2 separate regions of the Mus musculus genome follow, and region 1 is linked to region 2. The links are chromatin contacts, called in public Hi-C maps. All regions are on one chromosome and are shown on one strand. The core of a region is the stretch at or near the end of the contact, and the rest is flanking DNA. Distances in the headings are between cores, read along the strand shown.

What was found. Hi-C and Micro-C count contacts between places; a contact is called where the count stands out from the background.
Region 1: a Hi-C map of cerebellum shows a contact between it and region 2, with 1.7 times the contacts expected there. The contact joins two enhancer-like sites. A contact is called at or near these places in 2 of 15 datasets of contacts at CTCF or cohesin (CD8 T cells and embryonic stem cells), 6 of 484 Hi-C or Micro-C datasets (cerebellar granule neurons, cerebellum, embryonic stem cells and 2 more), 6 of 115 datasets of contacts at active chromatin or transcription factors (embryonic stem cells and stem cell-derived neural progenitor cells) and 4 of 9 other capture datasets (adipose tissue, embryonic stem cells, liver and 1 more).

Annotation. Positions count from the first base shown.
Region 1 is chr15:25,710,212-25,715,873 of GRCm38.p6, forward strand. It overlaps Myo10 (myosin X), which reads left to right. Exons shown (of 41, transcript NM_019472.2): 4 at 3,818-4,005. Among named protein-coding and RNA genes, the nearest start is that of Myo10, 90 kb to the left of the region's middle. Within about 2 kb of position 4,045, at least 58 of the 459 cell types and tissues checked have an H3K27ac peak or open chromatin away from gene starts, as enhancers often do. A contact at or near this core is called in cerebellar granule neurons, cerebellum and liver, where this site is marked.
Region 2 is chr15:25,586,503-25,591,471 of GRCm38.p6, forward strand. No RefSeq gene overlaps it. Among named protein-coding and RNA genes, the nearest start is that of Myo10, 34 kb to the right of the region's middle. Within about 2 kb of position 3,704, at least 46 of the 459 cell types and tissues checked have an H3K27ac peak or open chromatin away from gene starts, as enhancers often do. A contact at or near this core is called in cerebellar granule neurons, cerebellum and liver, where this site is marked.

The DNA of each region.
Region 1 (5,662 bases), core at 2,795-5,294, 120 kb after region 2:
TCAGAATATTGGTTTAGAGAGGTTAAGCAGGGCTGGTGAGATGGCTCAGTGGGTAAGAGCACTGACTGCTCTTCCGAAGGTCCGGAGTTCAATTCCCAGCAACCACATGGTGGCTCACAACCATCCGATCATGAGATCTGACTCCCTCTTCTGGAGTGTCTGAAGACAGCTACAGTGTACTTACATATAATAAATAAATAAATAAATAAATAAATAAATAAATAAATAAATAAATAAAAATACACTCACCATATCAATCAATCTTATTTAGAGCGTGCATCAGATATTAAAGTGACGAGAGCAGGACTCCTATTCATCTTAGGCAGAGGGCTAAGAAGTTACCTATATGACTAAACAGTAAAAACAAAACACTTTATGAAGATGTACAACGTGGTATTTTGACATATACATGTTCTGTGAAATCAAATTATATTTTCGATGGGTTAGATATAGGTACGTTCCATTTTTGCAGGCCCTGAGTTGGTAGATTTGGTGTTGAAGAAACACAATGAGTTTCTCTTAGTGTTTTTAGGCCACATGTGCAGTAGCTGTTCCAAATTATTAAAATGGGCAAGGAGGTATGTTTCTTTGAGGGTGAGTTATGTGGAACTTTTCTGGCAAGACAGTTAACTTGCTTCCAAATAGGATGTATTTCTGAAAAAGCCATAAAAATGAGTTGAGTTATTTAGCGTTGTGGAATTTGGAATCCAGCATGCAGGAGCCGGTACCTGCATGTGTCCCCAGCATTAAGCTGCAGCGCTGTCATGGCCATTTTTGGAGCGGTAGTCATACCTTTTTATAGCGTGCGAAATGATCAAAGTTTGCAAGCAGTGCTGCCTCCCAGCTGTCAGGGTCTCCCCCAGCGCTCTGCCTTCCGCCCCACTTGCTGCCATGTGCGGGGCTCTTCCTCCACCTGCCACTTGGCTGTTTGTTGGAGTTCTCTTGTTATTTACTGACCCTAAGCACACAGCCTGTGCTTTAGAAGGAAGAAGGGCAGCTCAGAATTTTACACCACCAAACAAGTGTGATGAATAGAGACATGCAAAACAATCAAGACGTGATGTATCATTTTTAGAAGTAGTCTCACTGATGATAGATATATGTGCAGCCTCTCACCAAATTAAATGAATTAAATATGGTATCTCCTTAATGTATTACCTGTAGGTAATACATTCCCTACAGCTCTCACATTCTACCTGCCTCAGGCCCACCTAAGCAGCTATAGTGAGAGCACTGGTTGCACCTCTGTTGCCGCAGTCGGCTTTCTAAGGAGTGATGGCATTGACCATTGACCTCTGTTGGTATGAATGAAAAAGTTCTCACAGTGAAAAGTGAGTGCTTTTGATATCTAACAGAAAGAGGACAGACCAACACTATGGAGGTAGGGACCAAGCACTCAGAGCCCTGGTGTCCCCTCCATAGAGAGCTAACAAAGAGGAAGGGACCAGGATGTGGCCAGAGTGTTGCCCCTACTCCTTTTCCCAGGGGGAGTGGCTTCTGGTTTTTTTGTTTGTTTGTTTGTTTGGTTGGTTGGTTTGTTTTGTTTTTCCCTTTCTGGCTAAATTTCCCCTACAGAGCCTGACCAAGCGAAGTAGACTTCCGTTTCCAAAGCCGGGCACAGTTACTTACAAAATAAGTCATTTGTCTAACGGAGGGGAACTTTGCTTAACAGAAGCCCATCAGATTTAAGTCTACAGACTACTGGGATCTAGTGCATTTGTGATGTTGAAGAGCCCATACTTCAGTCTAGTCCCTGGGTATCCTTATCACCCCAAAGGGAAACCTGGTACTGGCCACCTATTGCCCCTCCCCCGTGGGAGTTCTGCCACCTCAGAGCTTCAAAGCCTCTGTCTTCCTGTTTCTGTGGATGGGCCTGTTTTGGAAGAATCTGGTGCCTCTAACTTGGTGTGCTTTCAAATGTTACGCACTGATATTATAGCATCTATGTAATTACTACTGTGTTCCTTTTACGTGGCTAAAGAGTATTCTATTGTATGGATGTACCATAGCTTGCTCTCTTGTGGCCTGACAATGGGCCTTTGGGTTTCACAACCTTTGACTGTATGAGTAATACTGCCGTCAATGTATCGAAGTATCTGCTTTCCGTTCTTCTGGGTTATAAACCTAAGAGTGAAATTGCCACGGTAATGCCACTTATGTTTTAAATCTTTTTGGTTTAAATTACTTCCCAGCCTAGACGTTTTTATATTTAAAAAGCTGCACTGGAGATATAACACTTTGCCTGGTGTTCCTGGCAGTTAGTGTGAATCTAAATCACTTAGATTGTAATGATGTACAGATGTTCTCAGAACACTAGGACTTTCTGTCTACCTTGGCTGTCCCCCTTGGTAATAGAAGGTTCTAGAATTAGGTTGGCTGGTCTCGGATTGGATCTCATCTCCACCATGTACTGGTGCTGTAGCTGTTGTCAAAACTTTCGCCTCCTGCCTCAGTTTCCTCTCCTGAAAAAAATGCAGAACTGCATATTTCCTAGGGTCATGTTGAACGCTGATGGGGTTAGACCCAGGTATGGCCTGCCTAGACTTCAGGGACAACACCCCACAATGCCATGGTTCCAGGGGCCAGGGGGTCTAGGAACAGAGTCGTCATCAGGTTTCTGCATTCTTCTACTGGCCAGCTTCCGAGTGTGCGTCCATGGGGTCTCTGTGTGTCCAGCTGTCCCTTCCCTACAAAGACACTGGGCGGAATCGGATTCAGATACCCCTAAGAGCCCAAGTTTAAATTAATCACTCTTGAAAGGCCCTGTCTTCAAGTATAGTGCTATTCTTAGGCATTGTGGTCAGGGTTTTAACACATGGGGAAAGAAAGACATGCTGGTCCTTGTAAAGGCACAGCAGGTGTGCCCCTGGGGTGGGGTGGAGGGTCCTGCAGGGATGCTGATTCCCTGTGTTGACTTACTGGATGTGTGTGACCCTGGAAAACTGGGGGGCCTCGATGCAGAAGTGCCAGTCTCTGTGGAGGGAACCGGTGGCTTTAAGCAGTGGGAACTAGCTTGTGCTGTACTGCTCTGGAAGGTCTGAGGAAGGATGCTTCAAAAACCTGTGGCTGTATACCCGAGAGTGGTGGTACACACCTTTAGTCCTAGCACTTGGGAGCCAGAGACAGGTGGATCTGAGTTTGAGACCAGCCTTACACAGGGAGTTTCAGGATAGCCAGGACTACAAAGAAAGACCTGTTTTGAAGAACAACAAAACAAAATAAAAACCAAAACAAAAAACCTGTGGCTGATAGACCCTGGCATAGGATTTGTCATTGAGATGATCTTTAACCATTTCCAAGACATGCCCAGTGCTGTGTGCCATGCATTAATAGCAGTTGACCTCCACAAGTTTCTCCACACAGAAACTGCTCATTCAATAGCTCCCGTACCCTCTCCCCACCCCACCTCTGCCCTTTTTTCTATTTTTTGCCTTTGCCACCTGCTGTTTCATAACAGCTACAGAGTGGAGGAAGGGAACGGGAACTATTGGGCTTTGTGCCAGGAAAGGATTGGGATTAGGGAGGTCACCTGGGAACAGGGATTTGGTCTGGGCTCATTGCCATCCTAGTTCACCGTTGACCTCTTTCCGAAAGCCCACTCTGAACCGGCTCCGTGCATCTGCGCAGTGCCGAGGTTATATACCTCAGGGTGTACGGACAGCGTGGGCAGTGCAGTGCGTGCCGAGGCCTCGTGAAACGATCATTTCGCTGGATCGCTCCCGCCCCCCTGTGCAGAATGCAGAGCAGGCGATGTGCAGGTCCAAGCCAGGTCTAACTGCCCTAGTAACGCTGCCCGATCTTTCCCCTCTGCTTGCAGACCTACATCGGCTCCATCATCGCGTCAGTGAACCCCTACCAGCCCATCGCTGGCCTGTACGAGCGCGCCACCATGGAGGAGTACAGCAGGTGCCACCTGGGCGAGCTTCCACCGCACATCTTCGCCATTGCCAACGAATGCTATCGCTGCTTGTGGAAGCGCCATGACAACCAATGTGTCCTCATCAGGTGAGCCAGAGCAGAGAGCAGGGGTGGGCCGACTGTCTGCCCCGCCCAACAGAAACCATTCACTGGAGAGCGCTCCAGCCAACCTGGCTCCTGCTGAGGGCGCTCAGTTGCAGACAGATTGTGTGGGTTGGCGGTTTGCCCTACATAGGCCCTCCGTTCATTCATTTGTTCGATCATTTATTCCCATTTTTCCCTCTTTACTCCCAATTATCTTGCATTATTCTTCTGGCCATTTCACAGATGAAGCACTGTCAATCTGTCTATTCAGTGGCTCTTTGATATTTGAAATATTTTACGTATTTTAGGATGTTAGTCACAATGCTTGAATGTTTTGAGCAAGACTTCTTTTTTCTGTGCTGTAGAAGAAATCTACTATATACATAGAAATCACTTTAGTTAACAATATCCTGATTTTAAGAAATATTTTTAAGAGTCTTTTTTTTTTTTAATAATGGGAATGCCCGTTAAGCAAGTAGTTTTTAACGCATAGGTCAGGACCTCTTTTGGAGTGGGAGTGGGGTCACAGGACCCTTTCACAGAGGTTGCCTAAGACCATCAGAAAACATGGGTATTTACATTATAGTTCATAACAGTAGCAAAATTACAGTTACAAAGTAGCAATGAAAATAATTGTATGGTGGGGGGAGGGGGTCACCACACTATGAGGAATTGTTTTAGAGGGTTGTAGCATTGGGAAGGTTGAGAACCGCTATCCTAAAGTTTACCTATGAGTTAGGTGGAGAGAGAAAGCTTGCTGTGCATGCCTTAAGAGAATGGTACAAGGGCATGTTTATTTAAATTAACTGTGTTAGATATCACATGCCTGTTGGAGCCAAGTCTAACTTGTCTGTATACTTTTCTGTCTTGAGTTAATTTTGAGGCAGGATTTTACTGTGTAGCTCACATTTCTCTCAAACAGCATTTCTTCTTCCTGAGCCTCCAGGATCACCCAGTTCTTACTTACTCGGAAAATAAAGTAACCGGAGCCCCCACCGTGACAACCCTTCCCACCTAGAATGGCATTTTAAAAAGACCTGGAGTACATTTTTATATGCTTCTTACATGTTAATTATTAATGAATGCAAATTGGCCCACTGCATATATCCTATTGGAGCCTGTTGTTTGCTCTGAGAGGCTGTGGCAGGAGTGGCGAGTCCGGTCTGGATGATGTCCAACACAGATGTGATGAAGTGTTGAGGTTTCCATGGAATATCCAAGCTCTTCATTCACGTGTCCCTCCAGGCACCCACTCATGGGACATGACAGTGACTGAGGAGTGACAGGCCACAGAACTGCCACTGTGAATGATCTTGACAGCTGTTTTACAAGGCTTTCTAGCCCCAACTTGTGACAAAATAATTCTATTATTTGAAGAGGGAAGGAAATGGGAAGAACAGTTTGGTTGGGGGGGAGGGCAGTATATGAATACCCACAGGACTTCAAGTTCTGTGACAGTACGACACAGGGACAGATGGAGAGTGCCGTCTGTCATTTTTGGACCCCAAGCCAATCAAGCTTGCCAACACTGTAGCCCCGAGTCACACAGACAGACCTGGTCAGACACCCAACCAGGTAATCGGAGGACAGTTCCCAGGTGGTGGAGACTGACTGGATCTGAGGCGAGCAGGCTGTACCCGCCCCCCATCCTCTCCCCAGA
Region 2 (4,969 bases), core at 2,454-4,953:
TTTCACAAGAACCATCTGCCACATTCACAGGACGTCAATTTCTTTCACCACAGCACTGAGAAAGATGAGCATCTCTTCTAAGCTACAAAAGAGGAAAAGGAAACACCAAGATGCTGCAAAGGTAACCACACATTCACACATCTATCTCACACAACGTGTTCTTCCTCCAGCTCACGGCTCCCTCTTAGCTGGAAAGAATGGGCAGAAGCTGTGTCCTAGAAGTCAGTCTTCCAGTTCAACTTGAAGCAAACATTTCATATGCTCAGCTAATTATAACTCTAGTGTTTGAATTTTAAAATGTCCAAGTCATTGGGCTTTTCCAGGTTCTGTTAGTTTATGTCTGATTTATTTGTTTGGAACATGGAAAGGCTGTTTTAAATAGTCATGGTGTCTTTTTCTCTATTTAAAGAGGCCAGCAGCAGAATAGAGCACAGCAAGTCCTCTGGACCCACACATGTGCCAGGCCTCCTCTGGCCACACCCCATTCATTAGCCCAGGGCTCATCAAGCCTCCCACCAGGAACAAGCATTGCAGACTTTCAGCCTCAAGGTCTTTGCGGCGATTATTTATCTCCAAGTGTGGAACCAGGAAGCAAGGGTGGACAGTTTGAAAATGAACAGGCCTCGCTGTGATCCCAACAGTTTGGCTTTTAGAAAAGCCCTAGGGCTTGATTCAATCCATCCTTTATCTCACATCTTCATGTTGATTACCCTATGGAGTTTCCTCTGATACCTGACTTCCTAAGCTGGGGTTCATAGGCATGTGGAGGCTCTATATTCTTCCCTGAAATCATTCATAAGATTTTCTTTTGGCATTTGCATGTACAGGATCTCTCTCTCTCCTCTCTCTCTCTCCTCTCTCTCTCTTCTCTCTCTCCTCTCTCTCTCCTCTCTCTCTCTCTCTCTCTCTCTCTCTCTCTTTCTCTTTCTCCTGTGTGTGTGTGTGTGTGTGTGTGTATGTAGGTCTGAGGTCTGTATGTGACGGGGTGTTCACATCAGTGAGTTCTGGGACAAGTGCCCTTATGAGAACAGAGGCTGACACCAGCTGCCTTCCCTGATTGCTCTCTACTTTATTTAGTGAGGATCATTCTCTCACTGAATCTGGAACTTTCTGATTTCTCGTCTCTAACTAACCAGCTATCGACAGGGATGCCCTAATTCTACTTCCCTGCCTCCTGAGCGCTGGAATTACGGGCAGCCTACCATGCCCAAGGGGGCTGGGGATCCAAACTCTAGTTCCCACTCTTCTCACAGCTAAGCTTCATCTACTGAGCTCTACCCCTAAGATCCCTGACTCTAAGGGTTTTGTTGTTGTTTTAAATGTCTTTAAGTGAATACAGCCATTTGTCAGAGCTCCTTAGCTCCCAGATTCCAAGAATCATCCTCAACTCAGAGACCCCAGCTCCACTCTGGCTTTGACCTTCAGTGTCCAGTTCACAACACACAGAACTTCCCATCTTACTGTAATTCAGTTGTTCCTCTTCAGTTCAAGTACCAAGTACTACTTTTCTATGCCCAAAATAGCACAAGTACTCTGTTTCCATCCCCAAAACCCGTTGGACAATTGTCTTGCGACTGAGCCATTGAGAATTCTTTCCAAGCTGCTTATGCAAATCTTCAGCCGGGTCCAGTTTTGTTCACCAGCAACTGTGTCATAAGCCATTCCCTGTGGCCAGGCTGTGTTCCGGGAGTGAAGGAAAGGCCTTGAGGAGGCAGCCTGGCCAGGGAACGCAGGGAAATCAGACAAGCAAGCCATCTATCTCCATTTCCAGATCATCGGCGTGGTGGGAAGAGTTCCAGGTACTGTCAACACACCAAGAGCGCTGCCACATCCAGGTTCCTATGCCTTCTTTAGACACCAATTTAAACATAAAGACAGGCTGCTGCTTAGTGTCATCCTCCTGGAAGATGCTCAGAAATGGAGTCGTGGATCCCCACCCCAACCTACCAAGTCACAATCTGCATTAAACAGAGAGCGTTTAATCAACATAAATCCCACCGGTTACAAACTGATAAACTCCTGTCCCACAGGTTTCCAAAACGGCCTCAGGGTCATAATTCCCCAAGGTGCTTAAGTGCAGGTAGCTTGTCCCCTGCACTGCTCATGCAAAACACCTCATACAGCCCATCCGGGATGCAGCTGGGGAATTTGCTGCTCCAGAAAGTGCTACAGGGTGGCTGGCTCTAAGGATGCTTTAGAAAATACACACACACACACACACACACACACACACACACACACACACACACTTTTTACATGCCCATAGCCCATTGTCCTCCCGGGGCTATAGAATTAATGTGTATTCTAAGACTCTTTTTGTCTACTTAACACTCTTGTTTGGGTCTGTGTGGTGAGAAGGACATGTGCCACAGCACGCGTGGGAAAGAGCAACTTTGATTCTTCCACATGGGATCTGGTAGAAATGAGGGTCCAATTGCACAGCAGATGTAGTTTGGTTTCTGTGGCTGGGGTAGAACCATGATCAAAAGCAGCTTGGTTTATGTTACCTAGCAGGCTGTCATCCATCATGGAGGGTAACAGGGCAGGAACTCACGGCAGGAGACTGGAGGCAGGAACTAGAGACAAAGCGAGAAAGCAGTGGTTTTCAACCTTCCTAACGCTCGGACTCTTTAACACATACAGTTCCTTGGGTTGTGCTGACCTCCCGAACCATAAAATTATTTTTATTGCTACTTCATAACTGTAATTTTGCTACTCTTATGAATTAAAAGGTAAATAGATAACAAGCAAGAGATCTGATATGCTACCTCCAAAGTGGTCATAACCTATAAGTTAAGAACCCCTGACATAGAAGAAAGTTTTTTGTTTGTTTGTTTGTTTGTTTGTTTGTTTTGGTTTTTAGAGACTGGGATTAAAGGCGTGCGCCACCACTGCCCAGCTCAGCTTGCTTTCTTAATACACACCCCAGGACCACTTGCCCGGGGTGGAACCATGCACGGTGGACTGGGCTTTCTCCTATCAATCATTAACCAGGAAGAGGCCTCACAGGCTGGCCAACAGGACGGCCTGACAGAAGCAATTGCTCAGTTGAGCTTCTGCCTTCCCAATTGCCTCTAGTTTGTGTCACATTGACAAAAACTAACCAATGCACGCAACAAGTCCTTTGACCCGCTGAGCCATCTTGTTGGAAAAGATTATTATTGATTTTTGAGCATGATCTCACTATATAGTCTAGACAGACTTCAAACCCATGATCCTTCTGTCTCAGCTCCTCTCATGCTGGTACTAGAAGTGTACACCAGCATAGCAGGTGGCACATTTATTTATTTTCCTCACATTGGCTTTCTTTAGAAGCCTGGGAGCGCTTTCCTTTTGCTTTGCATGGGGTGCGAAGATCTCACAGCGGCTTCAGGAAACGTCCAAGAACATACCTGACAAACAGTGACCACCACATGGCCAGAGAGAATCAGCCCACAGAGCAGACCAAAGGCCAAGTCCGGCCTTGAAACAAAAGCAGCTTCTCTGTTTTAATGAGCAGCTCCTCAGTATGATTCTTGCTGTGAACATACAAATCCCTGCTGCTAGTGTGAGCTGAAATGTAGCTCCATCCTCCAGCTGGACATCTTCTTCCTTCCCGCAGGCTGTCATCAGAGACACTGCCAGCTACCCAGGGTCACTCACTGCCTCCCTTCCCCCCAGTTAGGATGGCCTTCATCTCCATGGCCCCGATCGCCATCCAAGGAAGGCGTGTCTCAATTTGACCTTCTGTAACAGCAAATTCCTCTAGCTGACCACAAGCTGCATAGAGAAATTATTTCCTTTTATTTATTTATTTTTTCTAAATCCTTTTAACTAGTTACTCTCCTCTAGAGGACGGTCTATTTTACTGCTATTTTACCGTTTGAGTGCCGACCAAAAGACAAAAACAGTTTAAAACACTTCCAGTGTCTCTGATTCAATTTTAAATTTTCTTTTCTCCCCCCAAACGTACAAATATGTGTCCATTTTACAAATTTTCTAAAACGAAGAAAACAGAGGCTGTAAGCAAAATGCCTCTGGTCACAGAGAGCGTTATGGTCATGTACCTTGATGGGGATTCCGTGCCGGTAGGCAAAAAGTCACATCCATTGACCATTTTGGCATTAGTAAATGGCTTTTGACATCTAAGCCATCTAGTAGCCAAAATCAAATTTGGGTCCCTCCACTGTGTCGGTGCCTAAATCATTTCTGCCTCCCAAACAGAAAAGGCAAGTGGTCACGAAGGCGCCATGACAGCTGAAGCTCCACCGGCGAGAGAGAAAGCCAAGGAAATTAGAAAAGGAACCTTTCGCCTGCCGGGAAGATTTCTCCTTCTAGTTTCTCTGGGATTGAGGAGGAAACTGAAAAGACAAAACACAAAACCTTTTAGCAGTGCGAGCAACCTAGTTCCCTTTCACCGCACCCACACTGTCGCATTTTCAAAACTCAGTGAGCATACTTCCCACCCTCCAAACCCGCTGCCCACAGCCTGCCTCTCACCTCTGGAGGAGACATTGAGCTCATCTGAGGAGTAGCAGGAAAGAGCACTCATGGTGATGGGCACTTTAATATGATGTATTTGATTTTGATTGACACAGAATTGTTGTGCGGATGTACAGAGTCCAGGGCGGCATCTAGACACCTGCTTGTGCTGCCGCTGTGATCAAAGGCGGAATTTAGCATTTGCACCTGCAAGCTAGGACTCCTTCCCCAAGGCTCTCTCAGGAAATGCCAAAGAGGACTTCAAAATTAGTGTGTGTGTGTGTGTGTGTGTGTGTGTATGTGTGTGTGTGTGTGTGTGTGTGTGTGTGTGTGTGTGTGTGAGAGAGAGAGAGAGAGAGACAGAGACAGAGACAGAGACAGAGACAGAGACAGACAGAGACAGAGACAGACAGAGACAGAGACAGACAGAGACAGAGGGAGACTTTACTGCTTTATTCTGTAAAGGCATTCATTTCATTCAGAAACATTTACATGATACAGAAAAATA